Regions from separate parts of the Oryctolagus cuniculus genome. Here regions 1 and 3 are each linked to region 2. A link is a contact called in public Micro-C data. All regions are on one chromosome and are shown on one strand. The core of a region is the stretch at or near the end of the contact, and the rest is flanking DNA. Distances in the headings are between cores, read along the strand shown.

The links. A called contact is a pair of places that touch in the nucleus more often than the background predicts.
Region 1: a Micro-C map of ear pinna shows a contact between it and region 2, with 2.4 times the contacts expected there. The contact joins the enhancer-like site here to the promoter of RRBP1 in region 2. A contact is called at or near these places in 3 of 6 Hi-C or Micro-C datasets (ear pinna, psoas muscle and an unstated tissue).
Region 3: a Micro-C map of ear pinna shows a contact between it and region 2, with 4 times the contacts expected there. The contact joins the promoter of SNX5 here to the promoter of RRBP1 in region 2. A contact is called at or near these places in 2 of 6 Hi-C or Micro-C datasets (ear pinna and psoas muscle).

Annotation. Positions count from the first base shown.
Region 1 is chr11:42,863,641-42,868,580 of mOryCun1.1, reverse strand. LOC108176628 (a long non-coding RNA gene) reads right to left here. Exons shown (of 2, transcript XR_001793303.3): 1 at 4,876-4,940; 2 at 675-1,374. Among named protein-coding and RNA genes, the nearest start is that of MGME1, 70 kb to the left of the region's middle. Within about 2 kb of position 1,765, at least 3 of the 8 cell types and tissues checked have an H3K27ac peak or open chromatin away from gene starts, as enhancers often do. A contact at or near this core is called in ear pinna, where this site is marked.
Region 2 is chr11:42,688,171-42,692,819 of mOryCun1.1, reverse strand. It overlaps RRBP1 (ribosome binding protein 1), which reads left to right and starts at 1,815. Exons shown (of 23, transcript XM_070052116.1): 1 at 1,815-2,199.
Region 3 is chr11:42,934,279-42,938,656 of mOryCun1.1, reverse strand. It overlaps SNX5 (sorting nexin 5), which reads left to right and starts at 2,249. Exons shown (of 13, transcript XM_070052123.1): 1 at 2,249-2,657. MGME1 (mitochondrial genome maintenance exonuclease 1) reads right to left here and starts at 2,923. Exons shown (of 5, transcript XM_051845360.2): 1 at 2,789-2,923; 2 at 1,709-2,253. The coding sequence starts at 2,913.

The sequences.
Region 1 (4,940 bases), core at 516-3,015, 180 kb before region 2:
GCAGCAGCTTTACCCTCTCTATGCTATACACAATGCTGGCTCCTGGAGTTTTATTTTTTTAAAAATTGACTTTGAATGGAAAGCTATGTTGAGAAGTGAAGTGTGTGTGAAATATTTTGGAATAGCTTTGTCTCACTGAGCTTTTTAAAATTTATTTGAAAGGCAGAGCACAGAGAGATAGAGATTAGATAGATAGATAGGTAGGTAGGTGGATAGATGGATTGATCTTTCATCTGCTGGTTCATACCCCAATTGCCTACAGCAGCGGAGGGCCTGCCAGGCCAAAGCCTGGAACCAGGAACTCCATGTGAGTCTCCATGCGGGTGACAGGGAACCTGCTTCCTCCAGGGTGTGCGTCCTGGATCAGAGGGAGAGGCAGCACTCCAACCCAAGCCCTGCAACACAGGATGCGGGCATCCCAGGCTGCCTGCTCTCCCCCGCCCCCCGCCCCCCGCATTGAACTTTTTTGCAATGTTAGAAATGTGGTACAATCTGCTCTGTTCAGATCTGGCTACGGTCCAGTAACAACAGCCGCAAGCCACACACAGCTGTCGAGGAACTGACATGCGGCTAGTGCAGCCGAAGAGCTGGTCTTTAAGTCCTACTTACTTTTTGAGTCATTTGAATCTCAACAGCAGCATATCTCTGGCGTTCACTGGCCCAGGGAGCCGAGCTTCAGAAGCATTTTTTTTTAATCATTTCAGCAAAGGAGAAGCAAGACAGGGCGCATTACAAGAGAGCAGCTGCTGGGAAGTCTCCTTGGTGATGTCAGGGTTGCTTCGTGTAGGACAGCGGAGCCTGAGAGATCTGTGAATCAGTTCTGGCCTCGCCGCTGAATTGCTGCTGGCACCCTGGGGAAATGAGCTCATCTCTGAGAGGCTCAGTTTCTGTGCCTGTAACTTGGGGACAGTGACACCCACCTCAAAATACGACCAGGGGTGGGGGGAGTGAGTGGAGTGGCAGGTAGAGCACTCAGGGCCGTGCCAGGGTTGACACGTATAGTAAGCGCTCAATAAACCAGCAGACCGTCCTCGCTGGTGAATTTATCATTCACCAAACTCTTGGCTCAGGGCCTGTACAGGGGCAAATCAGAGTGAGGACACAGTTCAAGGACCCAGTTCAAGTCTGGAGTCAGTGCTGGAATCCAGCCGTCGTGTCAACTTCATTAACCCGGAGGTCAAAAATCAAGGGGACCAAGAAAAAAAGATGCAAGACGAGAACAAAGAATTTTTTTTTTTTTCGCTTCAGCCAGATTCTCCAAATGTTAGCATTTCACCACGTTTGCCTGGTTGCTTTCTGTATCTGTCTTTGAATCACAGGAGAGGAAACTGCAGATATGATGTCCTTTACCCTCCGGAGCCTCGGTGTAGAATTCTGAAAAAGGAAAAGGCAGCGAGGTAAGCACAGTGCGGTCACCCAACCCCGGGAAGCTGACCTCTCTCCAGCGCAGTTAGCTCATCTGCAGATCTATTCAGATTGCCTTGTCGCCAGCGGCCCCAGGAATGTCCTAGGCAGCAGAGGGAGATCCCGGCTCGCCTGCGGCCTCTGCTTGCCCGTCTCTCTGCTCTCCCCCAAGCAGGTCCTCGGGCTTTCTGTGACTTCCGCGACATTGACATCTGCGCAGAGTGCAGGCAGTCGGCCGAACGTCCCTGCGCACGGGGCTGTCTGACGCTTCTTCATGATGCCGCTGTGTTCCTCCCCGTGCGTGCTGGCAGCAGGGATGGGAGGCCCATCGCTTGGTGCGAGAGCACAACTTCTGATGACACACATTCCCCGGGAGAAAGAGAACCGAGAAACATGGGGGTGGGGGTGGGCTGGGGACTGCCGCGGCTGGCAGGAGCAACTGCAGTTAGCGTCTGTTCTCAGGAAGCAGAGAAGCAAAAGGGTCGAAGGCAGAGGACTCGGAACAGAGAAGGAGGAACTGACCCCTGGAACGAGCTGAGGCCGTGAAAAAAACAAAACAAAACAAAACAAAACACCACAACCAAAAACGTGGGAGGCGAGCAAACGAGGTTTTAAACTCCTTACTTAAAAAGCGCTCTTGTTTTTCTGACAATAAAAAATAGAATGTGCCCACTGTGGAAAATACAAAAGGTATAAAGAAGAAAACAGCAACTCCCTAAGTGCTCTCGCCAGCTGCCCAGAACCATTGCTAGTGTTCCGGGCAGTTCCGGCCCCCAGAAAGTTTTTCTCGGGCTGCACTTGGAACACAAAACCAAGTGGGGAGAAGCCAGGTCTCTGCTGCTGGGGGGGTGGGGCAGGTTGTGTTGGCACAGGGTGGGAAGCAAGGGCTGCCTGTGCTTCCCCCTCTACTCGTGCGGGACAGGGCCTGTCAGCTAGCGGGGAGGGAGGGCACAGGTCCAGGGGGAGAGACAGCGTCCTTGGGTGCTCCAGAGAGCCCAGCACCATGGTCGCTGTCTGTGCAGAGAAGTCTGTAGCTGGCTGGATGTTTTGTTGGTTTTTAGAAAAATGTGGGTCAGGGTGTGGTGGCTGCAGACCCAGCTGTGTGCACTCCTGGCTCAGGCTGGCGAGGCCCACGAGGCAGGCTGGGGAAAGGCCCAGCCTAAGGGCTGAGAGCAGGAGGCAGGCCCTGGGAACAGGGGCATCCTTCATCCGTTGTATGGTGGCAGCCCCGCCCCCAGGCCTCGTGTCTGGGAGAGGAAGAAGGCCCTGTTCCTGGTCTCAGGGGGCAGTGTCTATGCAGCCACAAGGCTGCAGGCTGGGAGCATTCTCGGCCCTGCAGAGCTGCCCCACTGCAGGAGATGCGGGTGCGTCTTAGCAGGAGTCCCTGGGTCCGCACAGGGCTTCCTGGCCCCTTCCCTGGTCTCTGTGGCCCCTGAAGGCTGGGGTGGATGGGAGGCTGGGAGGCAGTGCTCTTTGAAGGGAGCTCTTCTCAGGTAGCCAAGAGGAGTGTTCCTGCCAACAGTAAAGGCTGACGTGATGACATTTATAGTATGTGTCTCGTGCTCTGTGCGTGTCACCCAAGACAGCCTGTGCAGCCGCCCTGGCCACGGGGAGGCTTCTCTCCTCCTTCTACTTCTCCTCCCAGCCCCCGCTTCATGCAACAGGCAGAGAGACAGATAGGCAGAGCTTGCTTGCATCCACTGGTTCATTCCCCAAATGCCTGCAGTAGCCAGGCCTGGGCTGGGGCCGAAGGCAGGAGCCTAGAATTCAATCCAAGTCTCCCACATGGATGGCAGGAACCCAATCCCTCAGGCTGTCACTGCTGCCTCTCAGAGTCTGCATTAGTAGCAGGAAGCCAAAGGCAGGAGCCAAAGGCAGGGGTTGAACCCGGGCACTGGGATGTGGGGCACAGGCGTCATAGCTGGTGTCAACCACTGGGCCAATACCTGCCCCTCATCCATGGCTTACAGACAAGGAAGTGCAGACTTGGAGGTAAGTGAGGTGGCAGGTGCAGTCAGTGTCCCCAGTCCTCAGCCCATGCCCGCGCATGCCCATGGCTTCCTGCGTGTCACTGCAGAGGATGCTCTCTGGCCTGGGGGTGGGCATTAACACCTCAGTGGTGCCAATCAACCAGCGAGGGGTGGGACTTGTTTGCTCCTGATGAGACAATCTCATATGCTGCAGTGCCAGCATATGAGATGCTGGCACTGCAGGCGGCGGCTTTACGCTACAGCACCGGCCCCATGTCCCCTTTTGAAAAATGAGTCCCAGGGCCAGCGCCGCGGCTCAATAGGCTAATCCTCCGCCTGCGGTGCTGGCACCCCTGGTTCTAGTCCTGGTCGGGGCACTGGATTCTGTCCCAGTTGCTCCTCTTCCAGTCCAGCTCTCTGCTGTGGCCCGGGAGTGCAGTGGAGGATGGCCCAAGTACTTGGGCCCTGCACCCCATGGGAGACCAAGAGAAGCACCTGGCTCCTGGCTTTGGATCAGCGCGGTGCGCCGGCCACAGAGGCTACTGCGGGGTGAACCAACGGCAAAAGAAGACCTTTCTCCCTGTCTCTCTCTTTCACTGTCCACTCTGCCTGTCAAAAGAGAGAGAGAGAGAGAGAGAGAGAGAGAGAGAGAGAGAGAAAGAGTCCCAGGATGGTCATGGGCCAAGAGAGCACGTGTACTGACTTGGTCACTGTGCGATCCTCCACGTCCATTCTCCATCCTCCTCCACTCTGCTGTGTGCCCCAGAGGTTGACCCTTGGCCTTCGTCCCCAGCATACTAATAGTCTAACGCTGTGACGCAATCCAGCCACAACACATAGCAGCCTAAGGCGGCAGGATGGCCGAGCCATCAGTTCCTTGGGTCAGGAGCAGGGTCGCTTAGAGGTGGCCGCTCTGGCTGCTGGGTCTGTGGTGCTCTGAGGGCTCGCCTGGGTCTGTGCCGGCTGTGGGCAGGAGGCCTCCTTCTTCACCCCGTGGATCTCTCCCTTGGGGCTGCTTAAGCGCCCACACAGCATGGCCACTGACTCCCCAGAACGAGCGGTCCAGAAGAGCAAGGCGGACGCCACCCGTCTCTATCTCCTAGATGCTTTCTGCCAGTCCCACAATGGCGTCCATGAGCCAGGCCTATGCAGTGGAGGAAGGAACTTCGCGGGGGCAGGGTCCCCCTGGGAGCTAGGGTGCACCTTGCAGGCTGGCTCTCCAGGAACAGGGGGAGGGCACGAAACGGGGCTGGAGAGGGCGATGAAACCCGGCCCAGCTCAGGTTGGCCGAACTTGGGCCCCAGTCCTGGGAGGGAGACCCTGGCTCCACGGGGGGGCGGTCCGTGTGTGCCGGGAGGGAGTGGAGGCACGCTCTGAGCCATGCCCGCATCCCAGCACACTCTCACCAGAGCGGGGCCATGGTGACACATGGCGAAGATAAGAGCTGCAGAGCCGCAGACAGGAGGAGACCACGGCCAGCCTTGAGGAACTAAGAACGAACCTGCAAGTCCACGGCCACCGGTCTGGGCATAATGGGTGTTTGAGGAGGATCCAGGAGATGTCAGC
Region 2 (4,649 bases), core at 566-3,065:
AAAAAGATGTGAGTAGGTTATGTGTAAATACAAGGCCATTTCATAGAAGGGATCTGAGCAAATGTGGACTTTGGCATCCACAGGAGGGAGGGGCTAGGCCCCAGCCCTCCATGGATACTGAAGGGCAAATGTATTGGTATCAAATCCTCCTGCCAGGATCTGGTCCTTGGTACACTGAAACACGGACGGGCCCTGAGCAGACAGCTCCTTTCTGGATCTATGAATCACCCTATGCTGCCTACCCAGCTCGGTGGTGTATCTCAGGTACTCAACAAACACCAGGAACAAAGGAATGAATGTCAGAGCAGGGAGGGACTGTCCTGGAGGTGTACACCATGTCCAGAGAAGTTAAATGGCTCGTCCAAGGGGAAGGAGGACTAGCTGGTCGCAAGCGTCAGCCAGAAGCTAAGGTTCTTGACTTTTACGTCAAGCTGGGAGTCACTGCTGAAAAATGACTGGTGCCGAACGCTAATCCAGGTTAATTCCTGCTGATCAATCATTAAAGTGCTAAGGAACTGCTGAGATTAAAACTCCTAATGAATGGCTTAATTTCAACCCAAGTCCTCTTTATTCCCTCATGAAGTCTTGTATTTCCCGATTTTCCTAACAATCAGTACAGTCCCAATGACAAATGGGGGGAGGGGTGACAATGTCCAAGAAATAGATGTTAAGAATGGGATTCAGCAGCCACAGGGACCGGCTCAGGCAGCCCGCAGCCCTTTTTGGCCTCTTGGAAACCTAAATTCATAGAACCTGGCTTTGGCTCACGTTTAAAGGGTTCGTTTTAAGAGACATTATATGGTGAAAAACCAAGCCCCATACACTCATGCACGTGCGCGCGCACACACACACACACACACACACACACACACACACAATTTGAAAGGAAGACATCTTCCACGCACAGGTTCACTCCCCAAATGCTGGCAACAGCCAGGGAGCCCAGAACTCAATCCAGGTCTCCCACGTGGACAGCAGGGACCCAGAGCCTGGGGCCATGATCACCTGCTGCATCTCAGTGTGCACAGGAGCTGGATTTCGCCCAGGCGGCCATCCAGGGACTCCGAAGTGGGCTGTGGGTATCCCAGGTTCCGTCTCAACTTTCAGGCTTAGGCGCATTGGTTAGTAAGAGCAGAAAGGCCTGTCATGAGGAAGCAGCGAGGAAGCGCAGGGTTCCGGGGTACGGCCGAGCCCCCTTAGGCCACAGCCCGTCACTTCCCCGGTCACACGGGGCAGGGAGGGCGTCGTGAGGCGGACAGCGGCCCCAGACCCACTGTGCCTCAGCCAGACCCTCCCTGACACTGCAATGCCGTCCACCTCCATTCCTCCGGCACCCTCTGGCCCTTCTACCCCGCGTCCTCCATTTGCTCAAGGAAAGTCCTTCCGGTGCCAACAGCAATCTCTCCGAAGGTAACGACTTACCCTCTTGGGCAGAACCCGTCCTCCTTAGCCGGGGGACCCTAGAGGGCGCAGGCTGCTTCAGGGGCAATCAGCTGGCTCGCCAGAAAAACATTTTCACTGGCCGCTCGCGGATCTCGCCGCCTCAGCCCCGCGGCGTCCCGGGCTGCCGGGATTCGAACATTCCGTAGCCCGCCCAGTCAGAGCCGACCCGCTCGTCAGCGACCTCAGGAGGGCCGCGGGGCCTGGAGTGGGCAGGCCCGGCCGCTGACCTCCTCAATGTGGGCGGAGCGTGCCGGCCCCGCCCCGCCCCCGCGCACAGCCGAGCGCTGCGCCGCGCGGCCCCGCCCCTCACCGGCCCCGCCCCCTCGTGGCTCCCCGCAGCTCCTCCCCTCTTCCATTGGCCGAGGCGGAGACCCTCCCCTTTGTCCAATGGCCGCCGCCGCGGCTCGGCCGCCCGCGTCCTGACTGGCCGGAGACCGGCAGAGTGGCGGGGAGCGGGCCAATGGGGAGCGGCGGCTCGATGAATGGCTGGCCCGGGTGGGGAAGGCAGGAGGCGGCGATCCCGGCGGAGGGGGCCGTTCGCCAGCTCCGAGGCAGAAAGTGCCACGACTCCACACGCGCGCACGCAACCAGCGAGCGGCCGGAGCGGACGGCGGACGGGGCGGACGGCGTCGGGGTCGCGGCGCCTGCAGCTGTTCGAGGGCGGCTTCCCGGCGGAGGCTCAGTCGGCTCCTCTCTCCCGAGTCTGTGGCGGCGGCGGCTCCTGCGCTCTCCTCCCTCCCGCGTCTCCGGCTGCAGGTAAGAAACTTGGCCGGGCCCTGCAGCGGCGGCTGCCGCGGCGGCGCGCGGGCCGGGCCGGGCCGTCGGGGCGCCGGGGCCGGCCGCGCAGCGCCGCGAGTGACACGTCTCCTTGGCGGCCCCTCCCCCGGCGGCGCCGGCCGGCCCGCCTGCCCGCCCGCCGTGGCCGCGGCCGCGGCCGCCGACCCTCAGGGTCGGACTCAGTGGGGAGGGCGTGTGGCGGGGCCGAAGCTCGTGCAGGGGCGGCGGCCGAGCGCGCCGGGCCGGGCGGACTCCCCCCTCAGCCCTGGCCGTCGGGGGCCCCGGCCGCGGCGGTGCGACGTGGCGACCCCTCCCTCTCAGGCCGGACCGTCGGGCCAGCCCGCGCGCTCCCAAGTTGGACGAAGAAAGTTGGCGGCGGGGCGGGGCGGCGCACAGCTGGCGGAGGAAGGGGTTAAGTTTCGGGAAGCGGCGGGATGACGTTGCCGGGCTGGAGTCCGGGCCGGAGGGGTGGGGGGGGGGCGGGCGGAAGGCGGCGGAGGCCGGCCGAGGGGTAGGGGGTGGGGGGTGAGGAGGGCGGGATTGAATGAGGGGCCCGCGGGCCGAGCTCGCCCGCTTGCGGCCCGCAGCCGGGGGGTCGCTCCGGGGGCTCGGGCAGGCCCCCGACGGGGCGGACCGGAGCCACGGCGCTCGCCTTGCGGGCCCCCGGGGGCTGTCCGGGGCGCGGACGCCCAGGACAACTTCCCGGAGTGCTGGAGGCGGCTCCCTGCTCCCCCTGGCGGCGGGGCCGAGAGCACCGTTCCCCACTCCAGCGGGGCCGCGCGGAGCTTGGCGCGAGGGCGCCCGGCAGGGGCTGGGGGGGTGGGGGGACGGGGGCAACCCAGGCCCTGCCCGATGAATGGGCCGGCGGTGCCAGGCCCGGGCGGATGCGGGCACCTCCGGCCCGGCCGGCCAAGCGCTCTGGCAGCCGGCCTGACGTCCGCGCCGACGCGCCGGGCTCTCCAGCCGAGCCCTGGGCAGGGGAGGGGGGCTGCGGCCGCTGCTTGCCGTGGGGGCGCTAGGGATGCTTTAGGGCGCCCTTCGCGGATTATCTGCGGGACGTTGCAGCTCCGTGTGGTGCCCTGGGTCTCCACTTCCCCGTTACTGCAAGACACAACTCCTGAAAACTCTTGTGCTGGAGGGAGCAGCTTGGAGAGCCGGCGCAGCAATAAGTGAGGGCCACAGGAGTCCCTGCGCTGGCCAGGTCACACCCTAACCCCTTCGAGCCTTATCTGTAGCCTGGAGATAGGACCACCCGCCCAGAACAGGGTCAGGGGAGCTGCCTGCGGGGAAGTGCCCAGGCCTTGTGCAAACACGAGACAGTTTGGCAATAACTCCAGAGGTCAGAGGTCAGCGGAGACTGGGAGGCACCGAGGAAATGAAACTTTGGAGGCTCTTGGGAGCTTCCCACGTCATTGTTGGTTCAGCATGTGCTGGAACCTTCCGGGTGGGGGGCGGCTGGCTGGCCTGCAGTGGGGCCTAGTGAGGTCTCCCATCCCGGGTCAGAACTGGGCCAGCACTCCTGGGAAGACACTGTGGGGCCGGGAGCATTCCCCCACCATCCCTGCCTCCCCTCCATAGGCGTTTCCAAGAGTCCTTGTGGCTCTTCTTCTCCCGGGGAACCTGACACCCAGAAGCCCCGGTGGTCCCGCTGGGTGCTGCTGTGACCGGGGCTGGCTGACTTGCCGCTGACCTTTCCCGAGGTCAGCCCCGCTGTCCCTTGCAGAAGCTCCTGAAGGTGCTACTTCCCCTGCTCCTGATGCACGGAAAGGAAGCTGGGGGCTGCCGGGTCAGGTTTCCGTGTCCGAGCCACGCAAGGCACCTCTGCCAGTTGACGCCTGGAGGCCAGGATGGGGGGGGGGAGCTCCTGAAGTGTATGAGCAGAGGGGTCTGTGTGTGTGACAGAACTGTGCATGGCCATCGGCTGTCTACAGAGACTGAGAAGTCGGAGTTGGTATCCTAGTGTGTGGATGTTTTTTGTTGATGGGAGAGTTTTAAATAAATCCTGAATCGAGTCACATTTGAGCAATTATGCTCTTTGCCGAAATGAGCCCTAACTCTACAGGCCGCAATAATTACACAGCACCAAACTCAGGGTAAGTGGTTGCGTGCCAGTGATTTAATTGGAATATTGGTTTATTTTGTAGCAGCGACACCTTTTAAAGGTGTCAGAGCCCTGGACTCTTCCTCTCCCTGGGGAGAGGCAGAGGGTCAGCAGTTCTTCCGAGACACCAGAGTTCTCTTTGCTAAAATCTTGTTTCTGAATACGGTCAGCCAGAGTGTTCAGACTGAGGCTGGGCCATCCTGCGGCCCATCCTAGGCCTGCGGTGGCTAATAGTGATTGCGAGAGTACACACCATCTCTGTGAAGGGGCTCCCAGTAGCTATCCAGATATCTCAAGGGAGACATGAAGCGGAGCCCAGACTGATCTT
Region 3 (4,378 bases), core at 1,000-3,499, 250 kb before region 2:
AATCTACCCGATGGCACCCTTGGAATCTAAGGCTCAGAACACTAAGCATGATTCAATTGGTAAAAATAAAATAGAAAACAGTCAAGAAAAGACTCACTGTAGGTGGCATCAAGCTCGAGTATCCACTCAATTAAAGGGATGAAAGTGAAATGCTTTTAAGTCCCAGTATATAAAGTACATTAAAAACGTTCATACATTTCCAATATTCTGATGCTGGAGCTGACAAGATATGGCTTCTATTTTAGAATTAAAAAAATCAGCATACCAAAAACATTATAACAAATAAACTCCTGCCCTTTCTACTATGGTCAACATTTATTATAAATTAGACTAAGTCAGACACTCTGCTTATCACCAAAACGGTGAACTGATGCTTGGGATATTGCTCAAGAGTTTGGAAGAATGCCAGCTCTGGGCACATCTCTGCGCTCTGGACTTCGGCAAGAGCAAGCAGGAAGGAATTTATCAATTCAGGCTTTTTCAGACTGCTCCTCTGGACACATTAATCAACTGAATTCTGATTTTACTTGTCTTCTCTTTCTTTTGACCACAATACTAACCTATACTATTTTCTAAAGAGTGATTCTGCTCATTTCTTTAAGGTTGATACTGAGATAAGGAAAACAGAGGAGTGCTAATTTTGATCAAAAAGCTGACTCTGGAATTCCTTGGGGTGGGGCTATTGGGGCTCATTCACATTCCAAACAGAAATTCCTCTCCTTTATGAAGAGGGCCACCAGCAAAACTTCCTTATTTTGTGTCAAGAGCTAAAGACTCAAACTATCAATTCTAAATTTTAGAGGTACATATAAAAATTCCAGATGTCACTGAACGATTTTTATGTTTCTTGTTTAGAATACAGAGAATTGTTTGCTTTGTGTGTCTGCCTCACACAGCTGAGGAATGCTTTAAGGGGCTAAGGTCACTTGTGTCATGTCCAGGACCACCTGTAAACTTAGCGTTTGTCTTTAGAACGTATGTGGCCACATGTTTAATGTGTTATACATTTACATACACAGTTGTTTTTAAGCTGTCAGAAAATAAGTACACTACTTGAAAAATAAAAGTGCTTGGGTACCACCGGGGCACATGTACTGCACAGGCGAAAGATTGATCAAAGTGAAACTTAATTTTGACAAAAAACACTGACACCATCCTTATAGGAGTAGCTATTTCATCCCTGCCAAATGGTTTTTGTTTTTAGTCAGACTCTCTTTTAAGGAAGCCATTTTTCTTACTTGTCTAACTTAGAGGTTGAAGGCTAACATCTATTTATTCTCAGTTCTTAATCAAGATCATTGGATTATCTCAGTTTACTAAGATCTAAATCTGGACCATGTGTTTTTACTGGATTCTTTACAGAAGCCTAGCAAATAACTAGAATTGTTATCAGGTGATCCACGTCTTTCCATAATCAAGGAAAACAAGCAATTCTAGTATTAAGTTTTACATCTCATAAAACAAATGAATTTTATGTATCACTGAGTCAAGTTACTTGACCTCACTGCTTCAGTTTCACCTGTAAAATGGAGACAATATTATCTATCAATATCTAACTCAGAACTTCAGGAGGATTGAGTTAATGATGTACACACAAAGCGCTATTTAGTGCTCATTATTTGAAAGCGATTCCTTACTAGCTGAACCCCGGTGCTCTGTATTCTAGAAAAGGCAGTGACCACGCAGGACCAGACTGTAAGCACATTACTTGAAGTATATTCTGCAAAGCCATCTTCTCCCAGTTCCAGAACCATCCGCTGTTTCCACCTCTCCAAATAGAAAACTTGTTGTGGTGTCATGGTGTGCTGAAGGATCCGGGTCACACTCGGAATCACTTTCTTTTGCAGGGGGATTTTCAGAGGAACCGAAGGGTCGCTTGCATCGGGTCTCACGTCCCTCTCCGGATTGAAGATCGGAAACCAGTTTCGCGGAACTTTTGCTTCCTTATCCTGCTTAGGGGGATGACGCTTACTGACAGGTCCGTAGAGCAAAGCGTCTTCCTCAAACAGAGATTCTGGGGTCTGGGCAGAGCCTCTGCATGACAACACAGAGCGTACTAAATCAGAGTATTTTCCTTGGTCCACTTCTTCGTAAGGGTTCATCTTTTTCTTCCGGCCAAAGCAGTAAGAGGAAGTGAAGAAATTCATCCGGGGAGCCGGTTCCCCAGGGAACCCCTTGGAAGGCCTGAGCTGCCTGCAAACGGCCTGAAAAGCCTTCATCTCTGATTTCCAGTCTTGTGTCCTTTTTGTCTTCCTATTAAAGAGAGAAGCAGTGTTAGGTACCAGACACGTCGAGTATCCGAATCACCCGGGCGGAAGCTGCATCAGAACGACATCGATCGCGCATCGAGAGCGCGGTCAATGAACTTTCCCCGCACGTTCGGACAAGGCGGTAACCCACGAAAGGGTCATCACTACCACAAGGGCCAGCGAGACGACCCCAGTCCCTTCATCTGAAAGAGGACGCCCGGAAAGGGGAGGCAGGGGCGACTCAACGAGGGAGCCCGCCCCGCCGCGGCCTCGGGTCCCAGGTTAACAGTCCCCTGCCTCCTAAACACTGGGCTCTTCGCTAAATACTCCGTGTACGTGACTCTGAGGACTTTGACAACCTCGTTTGACAGACGTGGGATTCCAGCTGCCGGAGCAGGGTTGGAGCAGGCAAGTGGCGGGCGTCCCCAAAAAGCTACTTCCTGATGGCGCCGGCAGGATGGCGGGGGCCCCTCGGGCAGGAGTCTGAGTTAGGGAAGAGCTCTAAATGGAAAACCAGCCTAAAGCATGGGGGTCGGTACCTCAAAAGCCACCACGCTTCGCTTAAGTCCCGGAGCCCCAATAACCTCTCGGGACCCGTACTTTCATCGGTCCCGCGCTTTGGTCTGGAATTAAGCCCCGCCCCCAGACAAGACAGCCCCAGCATGCACTGCGCTACTCACGCCCCACCTCCTCGCCTCTCGTTCACCTCCAAAGTCGCGCGCTTTGTGGGAGGCACCGCCTCTGCCCCTCCCCTTAGGCGGAAGCGCGGGCGCTTCCAAATCGCGCCCGTTCGCGCTCTCACGAGATCTTGAGTACGTCACCGCTCGTCGCCATCTTGGACTCGGGCTGAGTAATAAATTCGCCCGCAGCAGAGCGCGCTCTTTCTCGAGACGTGCCTCGCTCAGAGAGTGCCCGTGGCTCCGCGTTCTCGTCGCGGTCCTGCGGTCAGCGGCCTCCGCGTGGTGCGGAGCGAGGGTAGGCCCCGCGTTGCTTCTTTGCCCGGCTTCAAGATGGACGGCAGCGGGGACGGGGGAGGCCGCTCTGGGGGAGCACGTGGCGCGCCTCCCGCCCGCTCCCGGGGCTGCTGGGATGGTGGCGGAGTGTGGCGGCCTCCCGCTGCCGTCGTGCCGGGAGGCCAGCGGAGGCGGGGCCGCGGCCGCCCCTGAGAGGCGCCCCGGCGGCGGCAGCCCAGCCTCTTCTTTCCTCGCACAGCCAGGCGGCACCTGCTCGAGGCCCGCGTCGTCATGGCCGCGGTTCCCGAGTTGCTGCAGCAGCAGGAGGAGGACCGCAGTAAGGTGAGGGCTAACCCGCCGACTTCCAGGGGCCCCCCACGTTCCTCCCTCGACCCTCCCCGGGGGGCCCTGCCCGACGCGGGAGGCACCCGTGAGCTTGGGGCAGACCCCGTGGACCCCAGGGAGAGCAGAGACGCGCGGCCTTGCTCAGAGGCCAGTTCCCGTGTTAATCCCTGCAGGCTCCAGTTTTTTCTTTTCTTTTCTTTTTTTTTTTTTAACGCAAAGATTACCAAACTTCCCTTGATAACGTGGTGGCTGGAAAGGGGATGTGAGATCCACTTGACATTGCAAAAACGACCCGTTGGGCCTGTTGTCTCCGAATTGGCGCCATCTCTCCCTTTTTGGAGAAAACGATCTCTTGGCTCAGACCACTGGGCGAATTCCCATCAAATCAAGTATACGAACCACGCTTCCTTCAACTCGATAAACACCAAACACCAAACGCATTGTCGTGGGGATTGTGTGGGCTTTAGTAGGTGCTCAAATACTCACTGAAGTCGGTCTTAGGTTTTGAAGTCTGATGTGTCTGGATAAATCGCCCGCAGGCCGCGTGCTGAGGGTTGAGCGGTTACTAGCGTAATTAAATGAGGTTAGCGTAGCCAGTTGACGGTCCAGAGGCTTGCCCTGCGCTCCTGTTGGCTCGTGCGATGCTTACGGTTTGTGAGTCAGGACTTTGCGTGCACAGTCGTCAGCATCATAGATTTTGGTGATAGAAGGAATAACAGACCCTCAGGGAGCGGTCTTAAAACTCGCATTTCTGGAGCAGTCAAAGGCACCTTCCAATGGTGACACCTTCCTGTGCGTGCACAGCACAGTTGGGCCCAGAGCGCTGGACTG